Regions from separate parts of the Sus scrofa genome. Here region 1 is linked to region 2. The links are chromatin contacts, called in public Hi-C maps. All regions are on one chromosome and are shown on one strand. Each heading gives the region's core, a stretch centred on a gene start, on an enhancer-like site or on the middle of the called end of the contact. The rest is flanking DNA. Distances are from core to core; before and after follow the strand shown. Region 1 has its middle 23 kb from the start of SMIM14. Region 2 overlaps SMIM14 (small integral membrane protein 14).

Region 1 (6,389 bases), core at 2,656-5,155, 89 kb after region 2:
ATGGTATAATTAATGGAGAGTCAAATGGCCTATGCAACATCCATCCCTAATTCAAAATGTTTGTCTAGAAGTTATCTTATTTAATCATTGCTTTATGAGCTCTCGTTGCTTATAGTATTCAGCTCAATACAACCATTTGCGGAGTTCCCGTCGTGGCTCAGTGGTTAACAAATCTGACTAGGAACCATGAGGTTGCAGGTTTGATCCCTGGCCTTGTTCAGTGGGTTAAGGATCTGGCGTTGCTGTGAGCTGTGGTGTAGGCCAGCGGCTACAGTTCCAATTAAACCCCTAGCAGGGAAACTCCCATATGCCTTGGGAGTGGTCCTAGAAAAGGCAAAAAGACAAACAAAATTAATGAAAGAAAAGTGAGGGGGTTCCCACTGTGGCTCAGCAGGGTAAGAAACCGACACAGTGTCTGCGAGGATGTAGTTTCAATCCTTGGCCTCACTCAGTAGGTTAAGGATCCAGTGTTGCCACAAGCTGCAGCACAGGTCACAGATGCAACTCAGATCTGGCATTGCTGTGGCTGTGGCATAGGCTGGCAGCTGCAGCTCTGATTCGACCTCTACCCTGGGAACTTCCACATGCCACAGGTATGGCTATAAAAAGAAAAAGAAGGAATGAAAAAGAAAAGAAAAAGGTGAAATTATTGCCGAGAGGAAAGGAGCCAATAAATGGGTTTTATGAAAGGGAACTCCAACAATTCTGGTGAGGCTTAGAACAAGAGAATAATATTCTGTCTTAGCTGGGGCTCTGGATGTTTGTTGGGAAGAAGGACACTTACAAAACCTTATCCTCTTTTGAAGAGCCAAGATGTGAGCTGAATGAAAAACAAACTTCCAAAGGGGTCTACATTCTCAAAATGAATGAAGAAAAGGGGGAGCTCTAACTATGACTATATAGAAAAATAGGAGTTCCTGTCATGGCTCAGTGCTTAGCGAATCCAACTAGCATCCATGAGGACTTAGGTTCGATCCCTGGCCTTGCTCAGTGGGTTAAGGCTCTGGCATTGCTATGAGCTGTGGTGTAGGTTGCAGACATGGCTCAGATCCCATGTTGTTCTGGCTCTGATGTAAGCCTGTGGCTACAACTCCGATTAGACCCCTAGCCTGGGAACCTCCATTTGCCACAGGTACAGCCCTAAAAAGACAAAAAAGACCAAAAAAAAAAAAAAAAAAAGGTTCAGCAGATGTATAACTTAAAGTTCAGATAGCTATAGATCAGGGACACAAAAGAATTATAAAGTCAGTATAAAATACGAAAAAAATTATGCTGGTAATATTGAACAGTTTAGTTTCTGTTTAAATCTATACCCACTTGCTGGTTATTGCAAATGTTTAGAATCCGTGTGTGCATTTCAATTTTAAGGCAAGTTAATTTCTACCAATCTAAGAATAATTGTTTTGTCATAGAACTTCACCACAAATCAGGGTGGCTGATGGTACTGTATGACAATTAATTCCAGCAGGCCAGGAATCACCCTGAACTGTTTTGCTAAAGTTCCTGCATGGCCCTGACCCCAGTCAAGGCATGAAACATATTGAACAGTGATGTTGTGTAACCATGGATCTGCGGAGTTTCAGGTGGGATGTTTTCTGTACCGCTTTGTCAACATAGATTATTAATATCGTTGAGATCAATGGTTTACCCCTGGTCTCAGCTCTGCTATGGAGACTGGGTATTTAGCAGGAATATCTCAGTGTGACAACCAAATATAAAACACTCTACCTAAGACCCCGTTTTGGACTTTCAGCTTCCATGGTATTCCATGCTTATGTCAGTGGTTCCTGATCTGAGAGAAAGTGCATCTGGCCTCAGCTCTTGGAGAGGATGAACAAAACAGCCCAACTTGGCCTCTCTGGTCCCCTTACAGTGAGGCAGATTTTGCTATGATGCAATCCTTACTTTATGACACTGATACATTCTTTTCCTATAATAAACAGTAAATTTATAAGCTCACATTTATTGTCACTTTGAGTCCTTCGAGTCTTCTTTAGCAACCAAACTCTATTTAACTACTACTGTTACTGCATATATAGATATTATACATTAAATAAAATAGTCTAAGACAATAAGGCCATGAAGGTTATCACCAGGGGCTCTGTTTAAAAGGTAAGGAAGGGGAGTCCGCATTGTGGCCAGTGGGTTACAAACCCACATCCCTGGCCTTACTCAGTGGATTAAGGATCCTACATTGCTGTGGCTGTGGTGTGGGCTGGCAGCTGCAGCTCCAATTTGCCTCCTAGCCTGGGAACTCCCATATGCCACAGATGTGGCCCTTAAAAAAAAAAAAAAAAAAAAAAGAAGCAAAAAATAAAAATAAATAAAGGTAAAGAAGGATGAGAAAAAGATGTAATATTACCTAATTTAGGAGAAAAAATAATAGAATATTTCGACTCTAGACCCACTGCCACTTAAGAGGAGAGTCAAAACTGGCTGTTCCAATTCTAGTTAGAACCACTTTCAACACATAGAAGTTTATCTTTTTTTTTTTTTTTTTTTGCCTTTTCTGGGGCTGCACCTGCGGCATATGGAGGTTCCCAGGCTAGGGGTCCAATCGGAGCTGTAGCCACTGGCCTATGCCAGAGCCACAGCAATGCAGGATCTGAGCCTCGTCTGCGACCTACACCACAGCTCACGGCAACACCAGATCCTTAACCCACTGAGAGAGGCCAGGGATTGAACCCACAACCTCACGGTTCCTAGTCAGATTCGTTTTCACTGCGCCACAACAGGAACTCCAGAAGTTTATCTTAAATTAAAATACTTGACTAAACTTGGGAGTCCCCTTCGTGGTTCAGCAGTTAATAAACCTGACTAGGATCCATGAGGATTCAGGTTCTATCCCTGGCCTCGTTCAGTGGGTTAAGGATCCTGTGCTGCTGTGGCTGTGGCGTAGGCCTCTGTAGCTCCAATGTGACCACTAGCCTGGGAACTTCCATATGCTGCAGGTGCAGCCCTAAAAAGCAAATTAAATTAAATTAGATTACTTTACATTAAATACTTGACTAAACTTTCATCTTCACAGTGTAGGTGGCCAAGAGTATGATCAGATTCCAACAAATGAGTTTATGATATTTAAAACATACAATCCTAGGAATTCCCTGGTGGCTCAGCAGGTTAAGGATCCAGTGTTTGTCACTGCTGTGGCTCAGGTCACAAAAAATAATATAAAACATACAAGCCTAGAGTCTCTCCTAAGTTCAAGCTAAGGGTATCAATGGTTCATGTCTAAAATGAGACTCTGGGGAGTTTCTGTTGTGGCTCAGTGGTAAAGAATCCGACTAATATCCATGAGTACATGGGTTCCATCCCTGGCCTCGATCAATGGGTTAAAGAATCCAGTATGCCATGAACTGTGGCGTAGGTCACAGACATGGTTAGAATCTGGCATTGCTGTGGCTGGGGCCTAGGCCACCTGTCTTGGAAACTTCCATATGCCACAAGTGCACCCTCCAAAAAAGACTAATTAATTAATTAATTTAATGAGACTGGGAATGTTTAAGGAGAGTTATTCATGAAAAAATTGGTATGTTTGCTGAGATACTTTATAGTATCCAACATAAGTTGAAATGGGAAGAAGTTGGAAACAGAGGCCTCCATAGAATTTTCAGTTCTTGAATATAACCTAACTAGGGCTAGGGCAAAAGTTTTGAGACAGCATAAGATCAGTTAGATCCAGATGATAAGAATGAAAAAGAGATTATGTTTGACAATGGTTTGAAAGCTCCATGTAAAAACAAAGTAGTCTTATCCTAAAATTATAGGAACCAAGGCATTTGTATTTGAACCAGGGACAAAATCGAGGATGTGGTTTTCTGAACAGAATGATCTATATGGGTGGAGGCCTGCTTTCTCCACTGGAAGACTGACATGACTTACAAACATAATTTGGGACCAGATATCATTTTCAACAATTAAATCATAGATACTGAGTAATATAAGGTCAAAGACAGACACTGTGGTTACTTAATGACTGAATAAACATGACACAGAAACGGAACACAGAGTCCTTGGCTTTGACAAATAGTTCTCCACCCAAATACTGGAAATCACATAAGCAGCAACTGCCATTAAATTATGGATGACTCTGTCCACCAATTACTTTTAAGCAGAGTAGATAGGTCATCAGGGACAGTCTAAAATAAAACCTAATAGTCACTAGCCAGCAATAGCTGAGCATTTTTGATGGGCCAGTTCTCATGGTATGCGTAATTCTCATAATAATGCAATAGATAACATCACCTTCTTATAGATGAGAAAACTAAGAAATATAATGTCACTCCAACCTAAGAAATATAATGTCACTCCAACTTTTTGACTTCAGAGCCAGGGCTTTTAATCTCTGTTTTCTAAAACTCTCATACCTATAGGCTATTATTTCATGACCTGTGCAGAGCGGCTATGGGCAACAATGGAGAAAGACTTTCTGAAAATAAAGCAGCTTACTAGATTTTAATCACCCAAAAGTGATTATTTCAAATGAAGAATTCATAATCGAGAATTTATTCTCTTTTTTCCCTGTAAGTTGTGCATACTTTACATGAATCACAGCACCAATTAAATTTCCACTTTTGTAAGTTTCTCCATCATCATCATCATTGTTGTCATGGTTGGCATCGTCACCCAGTGTTACATTTAACCAGTAACATCAACAGTAACAGTGATGTAACAGTGACTGTTACATCATCCAGTCCATTAAACTGCTTGTGTTAACCTGATGCTAGAATCTTAAAGAATCAATAAATCAGAAAGTCTTTACCTTATGCTTCCTAGTGTGCTTGGGATTTTATCAGATGTCCACTCCCTTCAATAAAGCAAAACAATCTCTGCCTGCACAAATTTTGAGAAGGCATTGCATGATACAATTAGATAATGCAAAATAAAAGAATTTAAAATAGAGGCTGAGCTGTCTGATAAAGAGGTAGTTCTTTGTTCTTATCTTCCTTATACGCAAAATATACACATTTAAACTCCTATTCTGAGAAGAGAAAAAGTAACAAAAGAACGAGTAAATTGACATTATATAAGGCAGAATTTTTTATTTTTTATATTTTTTATTTTTATTTTTTTGATATTTAGGGCCGCCCCCACAGCATATGGAGATTCCCAGGATAGGGGCTGAATCAGAGCTGTAGCTGCTGGCCTACACCACAGCCACAGCAACTCAGGATCCTAGCCGTGTCTGCAACCTACACCACAGCTCATGGCAATGCCGGATCCTTAACCCACTGAGTGAGGCCAGGGATCGAACCTGCATCCTCATGGATGCTAGTCAAATTCGTTTCTGCTGAGCCATGACAGGAACTCCTAGAATTATTTTAAATGCAAATTTAACATTTTAACCAATTTTGTTATATTTTTAGTAAATACGCTTCCAGTGGTTTTACTATCACACAAATAACTCTTGGTTTAAAAATTTTTTAAAAATATTACACCAATGTTTGACTTTAAGATCAAGGAGTTCCCTGGTATCTCAGCAGGCTAAGGATCCAGCATTGCTAGTGCTATAGCTCTGGTTACTGCTGTGGTACAGGTTCAGTCCCTGACTTGGGAACTTTATGCTGAAGGTGCAGCCAAAAAAAAAAAAAAAAAAAATCAACTGATAATTACTGAGCATTTTCCATATATAAGAGACTTTGTTGGACACTGAGAGAGAAAAAAAGAAGTAAATGACAGGGGATGTGCCTATGAAGAACTTCTGAGCTGGAGAGGTAAGAAAAAGCAAATGAGGAGTTCCCGTTGTGGCTCAGTGGGTTAAAGATCCAGCATTTTCTCTGAGTACGTGGCTTCAATCCCTGGCCTCACCCAGTGGGTTAAGGATCTGGCGTTGCTGCAAGCTCCAGCGTGGGTCATAGATATGGCTCGGATCTGGTGTTGCCCTGGCTGTGGCGTAGGCCTTACCCGTAGTTCTAACTTGACCCTTAGCCATAAAAAGAAAAAAAAAGAAAGAAAAATAAACTCCTTTGCTTCTCCTATGGCTACAGAGAAGCTTTTACCACCCTAGTTCCGCAAATAGCTGCCTCTCTAACAACTCCTCACCTTTTTTTTTCTGGTTCCCATCACTCAGCATTAAAAAAAATTTTTTTTTGGTCTTTTTTTTTTTTAGGGCTGCACCAATGGCCTGTGGAGGTTTCCAGGCTGGGGGCTGAAGAGCTGTAGCCGATGATTGCGCCACATGCACAGCAACGTCAGATCCAAACATCGCCTGTGACCTACACCACAGCTCGTGGAAATACTGGATCCTTAACCCACTGAGCAAGGCCAAGGATCAAACCTCCGTCCTCATGGATACTAGTCAGATTGGTTTCCACTGAGCCACAATGGGAACTCCTGATCCTTTAATGTAATTGCTTCTCGATGTTTTTTTTTGTTCTTCTCATTCGACA
Region 2 (6,549 bases), core at 1,512-4,011:
TTTGCAAAAAGAATTTGGATTCAGATCTAGATATTTTAAAGTCTATGCAAAAACAAAACAAAAAGATAAACATATGCATTCCCCAAGAGAAAAAAATCAAGTGTCTGTGTAGGTATCAGTCTTTCCAGCAACTCAAGGCAGTCATATCCTATCTAATTCAGACTAAAAATACCCAGCACAGTGCTTGGATCATGGTTCCAAACTTAACAAATTTTTCTTTTTTTCTTTTTCTGTCTTTTTTTCATTTCTTGGGCCGCTCTTGCAGAATATGGAGGTTCCCAGGCTGTAGCCACTGGCCTACGCCACAGCCACAGCAACACAGGATCCAAGCCTCATCTGCAACCCACACCATAGCTCATGGCAAGGCCGGATCCTCAACCCACTGAGCAAGGCCAGGGATTGAACCCACAACCTCATGGTTCCCAGTCGGATTCGTTAACCACTGCGCCACGACAAGAACTCCCCAAACTTAACAAATTTCTAATAAATGAAATCGATGTGGAATTTCCAAGGCCTGGGATCAACTCCCCCACCACAGTGGTGACAATGCCAGATCCTTAACCTGATGAGCAAGGGAATGGGGATCCCCAGATTTTTTATTAAAGTATACGAGAGAACTCAATTTGTCAGCAACGAAGATTACAGAAGACTAGATCTCCAAAGAAAAGAGTATCTCTTGGTGGTTACTGTAAAGACAGCCTGTCAAGACTATGTATAAATGTTTGGTTTTGGTCTCCTGGCCTCAGGAAAAACTAAAAGAAATCCAGACAAGATTTTGAAACTAAGTGGATGCACTGCACTGAGGTACATGGGCCCAGGGCCCAGGTGGCACTGTTGAGGCCAAAGGGTGAATGACCAAAGGGGACAAAGTCAAGCAAAGAGCTGAGCTATTCCAAAAGCAGAATGGCTAGGAACCTAGACTTGGTTCCAATCCAACCACTTCCCCGGAAACAACATACACAGGACTGGGGTCACCAAAATTGCATTGCTTATCACACAATGAATCAGCATCTCCCCACCTTTATATCCATATCCTTTCCTTTCTTTGTTCCCTCCTATTATATTAAATGTGCCTCCCTTAACTAAAGACCAGTTTCGGAGTTCCCATCGTGGCGCAGTGGTTAACGAATCCGACTAGGAACCATGAGGTTGCGGGTTCGGTCCCTGCCCTTGCTCAGTGGGTTAACGATCCGGTGTTGCCCTGAGCTGTGGTGTAGGTTGCAGACGCGGCTCGGATCCTGTGTTGCTGTGGCTCTGGCGTAGGCCGGTGGCTACAGCTCCGATTCAACCCCTAGCCTTGGAACCTCCATATGCTGCGGGAGCGGCCCAAGAAATAGCAACAACAACAACAACAAAAGACAAAAAGACAAAAGACAAAAAAATAAATAAATAAATAAAGACCAGTTTCTTCACTTAAGCTTTGGATCCCACAGCTCTCACAGGAATCTATCCATTATCCTCTCTCTACTGTATCACAGAATCATTTAAATGTGATAAAGTTTCCACCATCTTTGGGAAAAAAAAAAAAAAGCCCTCCCTCAACCTCATTCTCTGTCCAGCTGCTATCAAAGCTGAGAGTGATCTACATTTATACTTACACTTCACTACCTCCCACTCACTGTTCAGGTTGGCATCCACCTCCATCAACATCCAAAGAGCTCTTTAAAAGGTCACCTATGACATCTCCATGCTGCTAAGCCTAATCGGTAATTTTAGTCCTCATTTTCTTTTCTTTTTCCTTTTTTTTTTTTTTTGGTCTTTTCTGGGGGCGCCCCCACGACATATGGAGGTTCCCAGGCTAGGGGTCTAATCAGAGCTGTAGCCAACGGCCTACACCACAGCCACAGCAACCTCAGGATCCAAGCCGTGTCTGCAACCTACACCAAAGCTCACAGCAACACCAGATCCTTAACCCACTGAGAGAGGCCAGGGATAGAACCCTCATGGTTCCTAGTCAGATTTGTTAACCACTGAGCCACGACAGGAACTCCCAGTCCTCATTTTCCATGACCATTCTCCCCCCACCCAACCCCCTTTTATTTTTGGCCACACCTGCGGCATGTGGAAATTCCTGGACCAGGGATCCAACTTGCAACAGAGTGGCGACTCAAGCCACTGAGGTGACAACGCCCGACCCTTAACCATCAGGCCACAAGAGAACTTAGGTCCCTTACTTTTTGATATTCTTCCTAAGTAAGATTGTGATGCTTCAGAGAGTTAAACTTCAAATAACAAATTTACTAATGCATATTTCTAGACAGAGCAACCCTGATAAAATGCGCACTCTGTTTTAAGACTTTCATAGTGATGACTCCTAGTTCCCTATAACTGTCTCCTAGCCTGGTTCCTACTGCAGCCTTTCCTTCTTTCATACTGCTGCCAAAAAAGTCTGCTTAAAACACTGCTCTTGGAGTTCCCGTCGTGGTGTAGTGGTTAACGAATCCGACTAGGAACCATGAGGTTGCGGGTTCGGTCCCTGCCCTTGCTCAGTGGGTTGACGAGCCGGCATTGCCGTGAGCTGTGGTGTAGGTTGCAGACGCGGCTCGGATCCCGCGTTGCTGTGGCTCTGGCGTAGGCCAGTGGCTACAGCTCCGATTCGACCCCTAGCCTGGGAACCTCCATATGCCATGGGAGCGGCCCAAAGAAATAGCAAAAAGACAACCCCCCCAAAAAAAAACCAAAAAACCACTGCTCTTAACACATCTCTGACTAACCGTGTGACTCATTACTGGCTATTGCTCAACTCTGAACCCTTCAGCCTGGCCTTTCCTCATCTGATCTAGCTCTACTCATCAATATTACCTCTTAGCATTTCTCTGAAAAAGCATCCTCTGTTCCAATCAACCCCATGCCTTCTTGCTTCTTTAGCCAAGGGTTCCCGGGCCTGTCTGCCCATCAGAATAGCCTGTGACAATATCAGCACCACAGTATCTAAGGCCCTGCCTCCTATCATCCAATTCAGGAGCAGCTCAAGGGTGGCGTCAGGAACCAACAATATTTTTTAAGGCTTTCTAAATGAATCTGATGCAATAGTTCGATGCTAGTTTGGCCGACAGCATGTGCCAGCTCTGCCAACTCAGTCCTTCTGTCTGGCAGGGAAAAATTACAACTAACCTCCATTTATTTAACTATATCCTACGACCCTCTCTCTTCTGTTTAAAAAAAAAAACAACAACAACAAAAAAACCTCCATTTGCTCCACCCACTCTTTCCTTTCTTCTGAAACTAGTATAGCATATTTACTTATTTATTTACCTGTTTATCTTTTATATTTATTTGTCTTTTTATGGCTGCACCTGAGGCATATGGAAGGTATCAAATGGAATATTCACAATGAAGTTAATTAACTTGGCTGGACACCAGGAAGATGAAAAAGAGGGAAGCTCTAAGGGTTGACAGATCCTGAGGGATAATTTCTACAAACTTATATAGGTTTCCAGAGAAGTAGAAACGGAAGAGCAGTGAAAGTGGACAATGCACCAGGAGGCTTTAACCCTGTAATTTTAGGGTTGTTAACAGTAATTACAATATCCTCAGAACATCTACCAATCTTTAGATTTACTTCACAATTAAATTAGCAATAAAGCTAGTTTCCATACAGCTCTTAATCTGAAAGACAGTCTTGCAGAAGAGTTCTATGCGGCTCTAGAGAACAAAACTGGGGGTGAATATCCCAATGAAGTGGACTATAGATCAATATAAAGAATGATGTAGTAATGAGATCTGCTGACAGATTGATACTAGATTCTGCTACCACATGAAGCAGAGTGCTCCACAGTCTATAAAATCATCTCGAATACATGGAGCACACCATGGCAGGCACAATGGGTACTGTGATATTGGGATATAGTAAAAAATACATATTTCGTTTTCATTCTTCTGGTTCCTGGCTTCATACTGCTAAAACACTTAGAATTTCCTGAGTGATATGGGTGAGGAGAATGTGAAGTTTTTTGTTACCCATAATAAACCCCCATTCAACCATAAGTGAGTTACGCTAATGAGGTGACTCTCAGTGGGTCCCCTAGAAAGCTTCAGGGTGGGGACTGGTTGCCAGAGTCTGACCAAGGGTTAGAACTTTGAGTTCTGCTCCTCAACCTCCAGGGCGAGTAGAGGAGCTGGAGATCGAGTTATTCACCAAGGGCCAATGACTGGAACCGATGGAATGGAACTGTCACAAAAATCCTAAATAATGGGGTTCACAGAGCTTCCTGGCAGGTAAACACATGAAGAGCTGGGAGGGTGGCACACCCCGGGAAAACAGGGCTAAGCTGTTCCCCTTCCCTCATACCTTGCTCTACACATCTCTTCTATTTGGCTGTTTCTGAATTGTATCCTTTATAATATACTGAAAATAGTAATTACACTGTTTTCCTGAGCGCTGTGAGCCATCCTTGCAAATTACTGAAAAAGAGTAGGGGGTTGTGTAGACTCCTGATTAATATATTTTATGAAAACAGCATAAGCTCATTGGTAATAATTTAGAATTCACAGAAAAGTAATCATATCACTCAGAGGAAACAACTGCTTAAACCATTTAAAGACATGACTGTCAGAAAGGATTTCCACCAAATGCTAAAAGAACTGGGACAGCCAAACCCAAAAAAAAAAAAACAAAAACAGGCAGGAAGAGGGGAACTGACCAACAGAATTAAAGTACTATTCAAGCTCTAGAGTTTTGCCTTTATATTTGGATTAAAGAAGTGAAATTTCACTCACAGAAATAAGAATATATTTAGTTTACAGGTGGGGCTGGCTCAAAGGTCACAAAAACCACAAATATAATAAACACTTGTTTTCCATAAGGCGTTCAACAAGATTACTTTCAACTAGAAGAACAGGTTTTAGCTTTTACTGCTGAGGCAAAAATTTGAGCTACTTACCTACTTATCAGAGGGCACGCTATAGATTAATGAACAATACTGAAAAGGCAACATAAATGAATCTGCAGTAGGGGAACTATCAGCCCAAAACCTGAACACATCATCTGCCCATTACTTTCTTGTCCAGAGGCATATAATTATTACCCTGCTGTATCAATAGACTACATTCTGACAAAATTCCTACTTTGGCCAGGCACTAGCTCCTATTTCTCTACACTGTTATATATACAGAATTTGATCATAATTCAAACCATAATAACAGTAATTAATAATGTAAAAATAAGCCCTTTTATAATGATAATTCATTGTGTTGTGTTTTGTTTTGGTTTCATATACATAAAAAAGTGGTGCTCAGCTTCAGAGATGTGAGGTATAAAAGCAACTAGCCTATTAAAAAATCTCATCTGGCAATATGTTAAGAGCCTCAAAATATGCAAAAGGATGTTTGTTCAAGTATTATTTGTAACAGCAAAAATATATCAGCAACCTAAGATTCCAACAAAAGGGAATTATTTAAATGCTGGTGCATCCCAATAATGATTTATTATTTAGTGAGTAATTTTTTTTTTTTTTTTTTTTTTTTTGCTTTTTAGGGCCACACTCGTGACATATGTAGGTTCCCAGGCTAGGGGTCAAATCGGAGCTACAGCTGCCGGCCTACACCATAGCCACAGTAACTTGGGATCCGAGCTGCACCAGCAACCTACCACAGCTGACGGCAATACTGGATCCCTGAGCCACTAAGCAAGGCCAGGGATTGAACCCACATCCTCATGGATACTAGTCAGATTTGTTTCCACTGAGCCACAACAGGAACTCCGTCAATAAATATTTTTAAGGTAAATACATGCTGATATATTCACAATACAGCAGTGAAAAACAACACAAACTAATCCCATTTTTTTTTTTTTTTTGACTTTTGTCTTTTTTTTTTGGGCCGCACTTGTGGCATATGGAGGTTCCCAGGCTAGGGGTCTAATCGGAGCTGTTGCTGCCGGCCTAAGCCACAACCACAGAAACACCAGATCCAAGCCACGTCTTCGACCTATACCACAGCTCACGGCAATGCTGGATCCTTAACCCACTGAGCGAGGCCAGGTATCAAACCCGCAACCCCATGGTTCCTAGTCGGATTTGTTTCTGCTGTGCCGTGACAGGAACTCCCTATTCCATTTTTGTAAGTAAATATGAAATTGAATTGCGCCAGCCTTCATCATCCTGTGAAATGTCATACTTCTATTCTTTCAGTCAAATTACTATGGTACAAGACTGGATTGGCTATTATTTCACTGCAAAGTATACCTCAAGTTATTTCTGTACTGAAAAAAGATGCCTCCATATAATGGCCACCACTCTATTACATTCACCATGTGGGATCCATCTTCCTGTGCTGATTCTCACTTTACCATCACTGTTGCCTATAAAGCCAAGGAGAAGCCTCCCTTACTGCCCATGCCCTCTTGAGAATGCTAAAGGCAGGGCCAAAGGAATGACTCCAGTTGCTTCCAAAGCTTCCAAGCCTAGGAAAAAATGGCCTCCTGCCTTTGCCCACAAATTCTCAAATCTGCCAATGGACCCAAAGAAATGCTAGAGAAAGAGTGGGAGGTTTGTGCTAACAGCCTCGGTGTTCAGTTCAATCAACCACAAATGCCGTTCCACACATATC

The links. A called contact is a pair of places that touch in the nucleus more often than the background predicts.
Region 1: a contact with region 2 is called in a Hi-C map of liver, with 3 times the contacts expected there. The contact joins two enhancer-like sites. A contact is called at or near these places in 5 of 47 Hi-C or Micro-C datasets (liver, retroperitoneal adipose tissue and skeletal muscle).

Annotation. Positions count from the first base shown.
Region 1 is chr8:30,860,451-30,866,839 of Sscrofa11.1, forward strand. No RefSeq gene overlaps it. Among named protein-coding and RNA genes, the nearest start is that of SMIM14, 23 kb to the left of the region's middle. Within about 2 kb of position 3,906, at least 5 of the 83 cell types and tissues checked have an H3K27ac peak or open chromatin away from gene starts, as enhancers often do. A contact at or near this core is called in liver and retroperitoneal adipose tissue, where this site is marked.
Region 2 is chr8:30,772,865-30,779,413 of Sscrofa11.1, forward strand. All of the region lies in intron 3 of SMIM14 (small integral membrane protein 14), which reads right to left. Among named protein-coding and RNA genes, the nearest start is that of UGDH, 17 kb to the left of the region's middle. Within about 2 kb of position 2,762, at least 13 of the 83 cell types and tissues checked have an H3K27ac peak or open chromatin away from gene starts, as enhancers often do. A contact at or near this core is called in liver and retroperitoneal adipose tissue, where this site is marked.